2 separate regions of the Mus musculus genome follow, and region 1 is linked to region 2. Evidence: chromatin contacts called from public HiChIP or PLAC-seq data. All regions are on one chromosome and are shown on one strand. Each heading gives the region's core, a stretch centred on a gene start, on an enhancer-like site or on the middle of the called end of the contact. The rest is flanking DNA. Distances are from core to core; before and after follow the strand shown. Region 1 overlaps Brdt (bromodomain, testis-specific). Region 2 overlaps Tgfbr3 (transforming growth factor, beta receptor III).

Region 1 (5,287 bases), core at 1,837-4,336, 200 kb before region 2:
ACTCTGCAGCTGCATCCCCTCCCCCAGCAGTGACTAATGCTTGTGGACTTGGAAACTGAAGGCAGGGCTGCACTTGCAGATTTCAGCACTGTGCTTGCTTTGCCTTCTCCCATTCTACATGGAAGAAACTCTTTGGCCAGAACATTAGCTGCCCCAGGGGGCAGAAACTAGGGATCTTCCAGAGAGCAGGAGAACCTGCTCAGTCCACAGGCTACAGTGTTCAGCTTGGCAGCACAGACCCCTGATATACAGCTGCAGGACCAAGTTAAAGTGGAGACAGCCCTGATGCAGGAGACACAAGTCTAGCATCAAGTCAGCTGACCTGTGTTACCTCTCCAATTTTGAAGAGTCCTCAAAGAAGTCAAAACTTTGTCTTCTTGCTCTGCCCCTCCCCGACCTGTGCATGTGTATGTGTCTGCAATGAATCTCTTAAGGAGATCAGAGGACAGCCATAGAAGTGAGCTCTCTCCTTCTCCAACATGGGTTCTAGAGGCCAAATTCAGGTTGTCAGGCCTGACTGCAAGTGTACCTGCTGACCACCCCTCTATGCCTATGATTTCTTCAATACTTAAGAAAAGTTTTCGTTTTAAAAATTTATTTTCATATAATCTGTTTTTGTTTCCTCTTAGTCTCCCTTTTGATGTTTTCCTATTATGCTTCCAATAGGACTGATCTCAACTGATTTCTATACAAAAACATCCCAATGATGTTCTCATTTTCTGATCTCCTCACATTATATAACTTTTTACATTTTCTTGTTATTGAGTAATTTTCCATCTTTATTTTCCCACTAATGTATTTTTCTCCTTCAGAAAATTCTTCTTTCTTGTTTCTCTTCTGTTATCCATGCTTCTATTTTTCATCTTTCTCTACTCCCTGCCACAGCTTCATTCATTAGCTGGTTTCACATTTAAACATCATTTTAAACGTTGGCACTCTGCCATTTTTTGTTTTCCGACTATGAATGGTATATTAGTGACCTTTAACCAGTTTTCACTGTACTTCTATATCTCGTGTTTAAAAGTTGTTTTCTCCTGTTTTAGTGGTGTTCAGTGAATGGAATTGAGCCCTAAAGAGCAAACTATTCACTAAGAAAACAAACAAACAAATTAAACCGGGAGAGATGTACACAAACAGATGTACACAACACAACACACAGAAACCCACACTCTCCCAAAACCACGAGAAAGCAAGGAAACTTACAAAAGAGTGTAATGCTCCTTAGCCACTGAATTCAAAGACAGGGGACGGAGTAAAACATCGTATGAAGATTTCAAACATTTACTGGTAAAAATGATCAGTGACCTTACGGGAGATTTAAAACCAGGGGAACAAGGGACAGAAGTGGGCCACAGACCAGGAGAGGATGGCCAGCAACCCAGGAAAAGCAAAGAGGATGAGTCCATACCATCATCTTAAGAGATGGAGAAAGGTCAGACAGAAGAGCCCAATGTCCTTGGCAAATTTCTGAACTAAGAATAAAGAGACTTAAGATGCATATACAACAAATCTACAACCAGCTTTATGCGACATGGGGAACAAATTAATTTCCATTAAAATCAGGAATGAGACCAGGGAACCCATTCTCTTCACTCCTAGTCAATCTAGCTACAGCTGTAAGAACACAGGGAGAAATAAGAAAGACGGCAGGCACAGGGAAGGGAGGGTCAGGTTTCCCTGCTTGTAGATTACATGACTCTGTACTTAGAAAACCCTGAAGACTCCATTAGAAAACCTTCAAGGCTGACAAACACCTGCAAGCAAAGCAGCGGTACACAGAAGCAGCATAAGAAAGCAGCTGCTTTTCTAGCACATCGGTAATGCAGAAGGAAATCCTGTGTGTGTGTGTGTGTGTGTGTGTGTGTGTGTGTGTGTGTGTGAAATCCCACTTCAAAACAACCATACAAAGCATTCTGATAAAAGTATTCCAACAGCTCAGTAAATGAAAAACAAGAATTGATAAGTTGTATTGTGTAGTATTAAAAAGCTCTATGTAGCAAAAAGAAACCATCAGCAGAATAAAGAGATAGCCTATGGAATGGAGGAAAAGTCTTGGCCAACCGTACACTAGACAACAAGAAGAGGATTAGTGCTAGAAACTATATAGTCTTGCCACATATGTATACACATACAAAACAAAACCCATCATTTAAAATAGAGACACTAGTGAATTTAATAGGCAGTTCTTAAAGGAAGAAAAACAAACAGCCAATAGATAGTTAAAAGTGTTCAATATCCTTATCTATCTTAGGAAGTAAAAATAAAAACGACATTGATTTTCTATTTTACTGCAGTCAGAGTGGCTAATATCAAGAGGGGGGAAAACAGCACATACTGGGGAAGACACAGGAAAGATACTCTTACACATTGCTGGTCAGAATGCAAATCTGTATAGGCTCTCTGGAAATCAGTATGGAGTGTCCTTTAAAGATGCAAAAGAGAGGGACTGATGAGATGGCTCAGTGGTTAAGAGCACCAACTGCTCTTCTGAAAGTCCTGAGTTTAAATCCCAGCAACCACATGGTGGCTCACAACCATCTGTAATGAGATCTGGAGCCCTCTTCTGGAGTGTCTGAAGACAGCTACAGTGTACTTACATATAATAAATAAATTTTTTAAAAAAGATGCAAAAGAGAACTGCCACACATGGTCCAGCATGTAAGTCCACAAAGGGCTCTCAATCAGCATAGCAAAGACACCTGCACGTTCATGATCACTGCTATTTCTGTGCATGACAGACATGATGTAAAACAGCCGAGAGGCTCATCAGCAGATGACTAATGAAAATGTGGTGCACACACAGGGAATTTTATTCAGCTCTGAAGAGGAAGGAAACAGAGAACTGAAATAAGACAGACTTGAAAAGACAAATATGTTTTCTCTTATATGTGGAATCTAGATTTAAATTTTTGCACATATATGTATATACATATGCAGTATGTACATATATGTAAAGATATATGTACAGTATGAAAGTAGAAAGAGCAGTAAAGAGAGGATGCAGAAAGGGAACAACAGAAGGCAATAGAACATATGTTGCGAAAGGAAAGAGGGCCCTATTTATGGGGATATAAAGGGGGTGAGCCAAGCAGCAGGAGTCATGGGGGTGGCAGACAAGAACAAAGTGTAGTGATGTATATGTATGGAAACATCATGGCCAGCATGATGTGCATGCCTGTGAGCCTAGCTCTGGGGAGGTGCAAGCAGGAAGATCAGGAGTAAAGGGCATCCTCAGGTACACAGGAAGTGTGAGGCCAGCCTGGGCTGTGTGAGACAAGGTCTCAACCAACAAATGAACAAAGGGAAAGAAAGGAAAGAGAGTCACAGGAACCCACTTCTTTGTGTGCTAACCAGAAGCAAGTAAATGGGAGGGAGGGGGAAGGGAGGGGGAGGGAGGGAGGGAGGGAGATCACTATGTATATCTTTTTAAAACAAATATCAAACATTGTTCTATATTTATCAAATTTTACACTTACAAAAGAAATCAATGAGCATTTACACGTAAAGAGATTGAAGGAGGCACTGTGGGAAAAATAGACAGGAAAGTGTTTTCAGACTGTCTTGACATGGAAATTCTACAGTAAGAAAGTAATGAAAAGATTTTAAAAGCATAAGGGTAACAGGGGTGTGAGTTACAATCCACAGACCAACAGCAGGTGAATTACAGGAGGCTCACTTTAAACAAATGCAAGGTCAGTGATCCCAGCCAGCATCCACCAGTGACCCCAGCATTCACCAGCCATGGATCATGAGCCAGGGGATCATGCGCCAGGCTGGGGCAGAAATGCAAAACTAAGATGATGCAGGATGGAGCCATCATTTTGTTTTGTTTTTATTTGAAACAGGACTTCTATGGAATTTACTGTGTAGACCAGGATGGCCTTGAACTCAGAGATACACCCTGTGTTTGCCTCCTGAGTGCTACAACTGAAGGTGCACTACCATGACTGGTTAGTTTTCTTTTCTTTTGATATATCTATATCTGTATCTATATCTATATGTATATCTATCTATCTATCTATCTATCTATCTATCTTAGAGAGATCTTCCTTGCATGTATGTTGGTGTACCACGTGCATGCCTATGCCTGTATCCAAAGAGGCCAGACAAGGGGATGGGTCTTTTGAAACTTTCCAGGAAAGACAGCTGTAAGCCACTGTGTGGATGCTGGGAACTGAACCCAGGTCCCCTGTAAGAGCAGGCCATGCTTTTAAGCACTGAGGCATCAATCTGTCTCAAGAATGTAATTTCTACCAGCTACATCAATGGCAATTAAGAATGATTTCAGAGCTGAATTATAGTCGACATCTTCCTGTTTCAGGAACCATCTAACAGCTTTGTAACTGGTGTGTACCCAGCTCCCAGACAAAACACCACAAATCCTCAGTTAAGGCTGAGACGCTCATGCTTCTCTGCAGCAGCTTTATTCAGACGTGACCTCCTTCCCATCTTACCTTCCTCTGGGTTTCCCTCACATCCTTCCTAGGTTCTAAATACTAAGATACTGTTCTGAATTGTTTTCTTTACCTCATGGCTATTCCACAAGTTACTTTCTCTTCTTGAAATATATATACAGTAACTACAGACTCTTATTTACCTCTTAACATATGGCTATTTCAGATCATAGTCTGTTTCTCTCTCTCTCTCTCTCTCTCTCTCTCTCTCTCTCTCTCTCTCTCTGTGTGTGTGTGTGTGTGTGTGTGTGTGTGTAGTCCTGGCTATCCTGGAAGTCGCTCTGTAGACCAGGCTGGCTGCAAATTCAAGAGACCTGCCTGCCTCTGCCTTCCACGTGTTGGGATTGAAGGCACCATCACTGCCTGGCCTGATACTACTCTTTAACCTTTGGGTCTGAGTTTGCATGTATCAAGAAATAAAACAGTACTATTTAAGATATAACAATTAAAAACTTAGGACATAGATCCTCAGACTGAAAGGGTTAACTTCCAGTACAAGATGGATATAAATCAAATACTGAGCTAGAGAGAGGAAGACAAATTATGGTACAAAGGAATGACAAGTTGCTTGACAGCAAATAGAGGCTGGAACGTCATCCAAGTGTTGACAGAAAATGACTGTTTTTTTGAATCCTATATTCACTTTAAGAATCATTTAAGATACTTCTATATATAAACTGAGTTTACTATCTATAAATCCATAAAAATGACCACTGCTTTTGAATTTTAACTAACAGAATAAGCTTAGAGGGAGACAGCAGAATAAAAGAAATGAGGGCAAACACAAAGTTTAGTAGCATGTTAACAAACTTTACTATATTGATAAAAATAAT
Region 2 (5,751 bases), core at 3,171-5,670:
GCCCCTAGGATCTGCAACACTCAAGTAACCGAGCTCCACCGAGAAGAAGCACAAGTAAAACATCTGATGCCCAGTCAAGTAAAAACTGGTCGGCTCCTTGAGTATCCCTAGCATCCCCTAAAACTTGACTCCAGCCATCAGTTGGGTCCAAGTCACTGGTCCATGTCACAGAAGGGAACAGTCTCGGGGAGAGAGGAACACTACTGTTCTGTTCAACTTGTAGACCCCGAACAACGTTAACAACGATCACCTTGCATCAGGGTGACTGATTAGCTTTCCAAATAGGGACCCTAGCCACGAGTGTCTCCTTGCTCAAACCGCACTGGTTCTGAGAGTGTGACGACCGACCGTGTCAGGAACATCACTGTTACTGAGCACCTTGTTGGAAATACCATCTGTGGCTCAGTCCTGGCCAGCTAAATTAGAAACGGGGATGGGGTCAGCAAAGTGTGTTTCCATGAGCCATCCAGGTGCTGGTACTTACTATCGACAGAGTGAAGGAGCGGAGTGAAAGCTGCTGGCTCTAATCTGAGCACCATGTCTTAGAGCATAGGCCTTCACGGCAGGAAATGGAGCCTTTGCATGACTTCCAAGGCTCATTGCTGCTCTCACCATCCCTACCAAGCTTAAGAGGTTTCTACCTGCAGATCACCTGCCTGTGGTTCCCTTTCTACTTGGCACTTGGTATAAGTTTTTACACCAACCATGTGGAAAGGCACTTGAGCTGAGAGACTCCGTGCCATAAAATGTGATCAGCTCCTTCAGCTTGGTTGCAGTGGCATGTGGGACTGGAACCCTTAATAATCACAGCTTTTAGACAGTTAAACTTTCCCGAGCAGCTCACCAACCTGGGGAAATCTTTGTCTATTTGTCTCAAATTTTACATCGTCGTTAGTGGACTCAAGAAGCCTATACGGTGTGTCTATTATGTGCCAGCTGCATGCTGGGTGCACCTGGGTAGGAACTGCAAGCCACAGTCCCAGGAGGGTCCTAGTCTCTTGAGTCTTCTGGCCCATATACATCTCCTGATTCTCAATTAGATTTCAGCCCTGCAGCCTGATATCATTTTCTGTCTTGTGAACTGGGTGGGGGTTGGGGGAGGCATCACAGGGCTGCAGCTGTGAAGTACACATTCTTCATCTGCACATCTGGAAAAGCCCTTAGCAGATGTGGAGGAGGGCCGCTCCAAAGCCTGAATTGTTAAGCTGTGGGCTGTTTCCTTGGAGGAGGTTTGCAAAAAAGAATGCAGGGTGCTTGAGCCAATGCTCTCTTGCAGCAATCACACAAGCAGGGGCCATATTAACTACTGTAGTGCCGCCTGCTCTGAGGTGCTCTGGGGATATTGCAGTGGTTGGAGCTGCGGTGCCAGAGTGTGAGTTGTGCAGGGTTGGGGAGGGCAGTGTCAGCCCAGCCTTAGAATCTTAAAAGCTCATCCCCTGTTTTTAGGTGAGGCTTCCATGTGGAGGTGAACCCCCAGCACCCCGTCGTTAAAATTTAAAAGACACAAGCCTGTCTCACCAAAATGCCAGGTCTGGTTCATTCCCCTTCTGAAAATCTGGCTTCCCCTAAAACTTCCTGGACACCGGTCCCAGTTGTCACTGTGCCAGCAACTTCACTCGGGTTCTGCTTAAACATTTAAGCCACAAGATGGAAATCCCATCAGGTGTAGTGCTCTGTAAACAGCATGTGTCACGGGGGAGTGTCTTCAGAGTCTTGGGGCTGGGATATCTTTTCCCTTGTGGAAGTGGTGAGCAGTCCTCAGGCAGTGGTATTTATAAAAGCACCGTGAAAGTGGGAAAAAGATCTGCGGGCCAGAGAACCAATAGCTACTTGTATCAAAGCTGCAAGTGCCCAAGGAGAAGCCTATAGGATTAAAAATGGATTCAATGTTGCCAGTGCTCATGAAAATACTGGCTAGGTCGGGACCTTCTGGTAGACAGATGACAGTCTTAAGTCTGCAGCCCAGGGGAGGAGCTGTGGTCTAGGCGCACAGGAGTGAGTGAGGTTATCTATAGAAAATAGACAAAGGGAGGATTGAGATTCTGAGTCTTGATTATTTAGCCTAACATAGGTTTCCAGCTGCATACATTTCCCTGTATATGCCATGATGTCATTTTTTTTTCTCATAGCTGTATATCTTTGTTGCTGTTTTGTTTTTTGAGATAAGGTCTGTAGTCCAGGCTGCCCTCAGACTTGCTATGTAGCTAAGGATGCTTGTAAATTTCTAATTTTCCTCGCTTCCACCTCCTGAGTGCTGAGATTACAGGTGTACGCTGCAGAACCTTTTACACGATACTGAATATGGACCCCAGGGCATATTGCACGCTAGGCAAACATGTTACCAACGGATCTACACTCCCCAGCTCAGGGCTGGGAGTCTTGGGCTTGGCTGACATTAACTACAGAGCCTCAGAAAGGAAAGATGTCCGTGTCCCACATGATCCCCTGAATCAGATTCTGAGGGACAGAGTCCTAAGAGGTGGTTCTGTCCTGGATCAAAGACAGAGGACCACTCTAGTGAAAAAGAGTAGGACACAGCAGGGGTCAGAGGAGATGAACAGGGGCAAGAAAGGAGTGGGTGTAGGCAAAGAAGAAGCCACTAGCACTGGCCAGCAGAAGGCCCCTGGTAGCCAAGGTAGAAGGCATGGCTGAGCAGTAGCCGAGGCCACAGATGAGGACCCTTTGGGCTCGTGGCTTCTGGTTCAGACTTAGCCTCGGTCACACTACCACCTCTTTCCTTCCCTCCTGGTCCCATAAACTCCCCGATTTGACCCCAGTGCCCTGTCTTTACTTTCAGATCAAGTGTTCCCTCCCACGTGTAACATAGGGAAAAATTTTCTCTCGCTCAATTACCTTGCGGAGTACCTTCAACCCAAAGCCGCCGAAGGTTGTGTCCTGGCCAGTCAGCCCCACGAGAAGGAAGTGCATATCATTGAGTTAATCTCCCCCAACTCCAATCCTTACAGGTGAGCACGCCTGTGCACTCAAGTGCACCCATGTCTGCATGTATGTACATGTGTGTGTGCGTATGTGTGTGTTATAACCTGAGAAGAGATGAAAGTAAAGATCTGTTCTCCCCTGATATGAGGGTGAGAGCGGGGAGCAGCTCACTTTATTTGGAGAGAGGGAAGCAGCCATGCTTCAGGCAGGCGTGGATCACAGAAGAGGAGGACGGCACTCAGCATGGTGACGTGGTTTGCATTATCACCTGGTTGTAAAGATATATATGCCAGAGAGTTCTTGAAGCCCCTTCTTAACTTCTGGGTTTAATTTTTAAGATAATGGTTCTCCTTTGCTATCTCCTTTGACGGACATCATCACTGTTGAAACAGTGATGTAATTAGAGTTACAGAGTAGCCTTATTATCTACCACAGTTACCATTTTAATATGCCTCTTTTGATTCGGTTATATGTATAATATCCTCAGAGTACGTATGCACCGTGTGTCTGTGTGTCTGTGTGTCTATGTGTCTGTGTGTGTCTGTGTCTATGTCTATGTGCGTGTGTACTGCATCTTCATGGTATGAATCAAGGATCCATTAAATAGATATCACAATCTGACACTTGTGGAAGTTTGATTCTCCCTATGAAAATAATTAGATTTTGTTGTTGTTTTTAAGGAGGGGAAAAATAATAATTTTCTACCCTGACCTGTATTTCATATGGGCCAGTGACTCAAACTTTACCAGTTTTTCTGTAGAGAGATTTTTGAAATGAGACGTGTAATAGAGTTTTCATTTCAAAATTGAATAGACCACAGATCGTTTGGGTGAGAATCTGTTCCATGCCATGTACAGAACTCTGTGGAGGGACCTGGAGAGTGCGCAGACCTTCAGCCAGGCTTTCTGATCATTGTGTCTCACACTTGAAACCACGACAGACCCTTCCCTCAAATTCGGAACGTTTAGTAAAGCGTTCATTTAGTAAAAACCATTTTCTCTCATGCTCAGTTCTTAGAAGTTTGTATTGTGCTCATCAATTTTGTATCAATTGCTTGCTTGACCACTAATTTAAATAACTTTATATACAGAAGCTTGGGAAAGTAAGTGCAGATATGATTATTTAACTGTTACTGATGCCGTAATCAAAACTTACGTAAGTCAAGAGGCCTTTGGCCTTTTATTTATTCTGACATTTCCTGGAGCATGTGCTAGCATGCCTCCTACCCCTTCCCTCCTCCAGCCTCAGCCACCCACATCAGGCTTTGAAGGGCTTCAGCATATAGGGACTTAGAAGTTCCACAACAAAGGGCGAAGGCACAGAACCTTGAACACAGACAATTCTGCTTCAGAAGGAAACTCCCTTGGTGTTCAAATCCCTTTAACTGAGGAAGCATTGAGGAGCCTTCCTCCCTCCCCCTCTCTAGAGGAGAAACACAGCTAATTAGCATCAGGCCTGCGATCCTATTGTTATGTAAACCCGTTTTGTTCAGCGTGCAACAGCAATCTGTTTTGCACATGTCATTTGCCTGGGATCCACGCCAGCATTTTAATCAACTGGCCAGACACTGGAAACACGAGGCTTGGAGCAGTGGCAGCCTTCTGGCTCCGGTCTTGACTTTGCCTTTGGTTTTCACACACAGCACCTTCCAGGTGGATATAATAATTGACATACGACCTGCTCGAGAGGATCCTGAGGTGGTCAAAAACCTCGTCCTGATCTTGAAGTGCAAAAAATCTGTCAACTGGGTGATCAAGTCTTTTGACGTCAAGGGAAACTTGAAAGTTATTGTAAGTTGGTTGCTCATTTCTTGGTCTTGTTAAACAGCAATAACTTAAACTGTGGTTGTGTGTGTTATTTTTGCAAAGGTTCTGCCTCTTTGAACTTTCTAAGCTCTCTGTTAGTTTTCACTCTGCAGCCTATACTTGGTTTCTTCTGCTGGACAGTCAATGTCATGGCTAAAACATGGCCCTAGGGAACATTGTGGACTTGGGTTTGAGTCTTGGCTCTATTACTTAAAAATTATGGCCTTGGACAAGTTCTTAAAGCTCTCTGAACTCCAGTTACCTCATTATGAAAGTTCTGACATGAGTTAGTGTACTTTCTAGTCTTAGTAAACATGAAGCAATGAACATTTTCATGTCTGCATATTCTTTAGGGGGTCAGTGTCACAGTCTGGAACCAGGTGCATAGGGAGGAAGGAAAACCAAGCTGACCCCAGCCCATGCTGTAGACTTCCCTGTTGAGATAAATATGTGATGTTGGGTGAATCTGGCTTGCATCCAACTTCCAGGAGTAATACTCTGACAGAAAAGTAACTCTGGGCTCTGTGTGTATATGGAGGGGGTGGGGAGTGAGGGTGGCATGGGATGGGATGGGATGGGATGGGATGGGATGGGATGGGATGGGATGGGGGTTGGTACTCACTCAGTAAATGACTTTATCCTGCAAGCTGTAATCCCAGGGCTGGAGTGTGGAAGACAAAAGAACCCTGTGAGCTCAGTTGCTGTCCATTCAGCCTAGCTGGCTTGGTGAGCTCCTGGTTCAGTGAGAGAAGCAGATAAAGATTCAAGAAAACACCTGATGTTGACTTCCCACCTCCACAAACACATATGTGCACCCTGCTCACACACATGTATATGCACTACACATGATCCTTTCATGGTAACCAGCTTACCTCTAACATAGCTTCCCAAAGCTTCTGTGAGGGGCCTTGCAGGCTGACAGGCTAAGGCAAAGGTTCATGTTGAAAAGTTGATGAAAGTTTGGTAAAACCAAGCTCATCTCAGATATAATTAGGGGGAAAAAACA

Evidence for each region. HiChIP or PLAC-seq counts read pairs in DNA pulled down with a chosen protein or histone mark.
Region 1: an H3K27ac HiChIP or PLAC-seq map of regulatory T cell precursor shows a contact between it and region 2, with 4 times the contacts expected there. The contact joins two enhancer-like sites. A contact is called at or near these places in 1 of 115 datasets of contacts at active chromatin or transcription factors (regulatory T cell precursor) and 1 of 9 other capture datasets (adipose tissue).

The regions. Positions count from the first base shown.
Region 1 is chr5:107,350,705-107,355,991 of GRCm38.p6, reverse strand. All of the region lies in intron 7 of Brdt (bromodomain, testis-specific), which reads right to left. Among named protein-coding and RNA genes, the nearest start is that of Brdt, 22 kb to the right of the region's middle. Within about 2 kb of position 3,086, at least 11 of the 459 cell types and tissues checked have an H3K27ac peak or open chromatin away from gene starts, as enhancers often do. A contact at or near this core is called in regulatory T cell precursor, where this site is marked.
Region 2 is chr5:107,147,005-107,152,755 of GRCm38.p6, reverse strand. It overlaps Tgfbr3 (transforming growth factor, beta receptor III), which reads left to right. Exons shown (of 17, transcript NM_011578.4): 6 at 2,798-2,966; 7 at 4,583-4,730. Among named protein-coding and RNA genes, the nearest start is that of Gm42146, 55 kb to the right of the region's middle. Within about 2 kb of position 4,420, at least 54 of the 459 cell types and tissues checked have an H3K27ac peak or open chromatin away from gene starts, as enhancers often do. A contact at or near this core is called in regulatory T cell precursor, where this site is marked.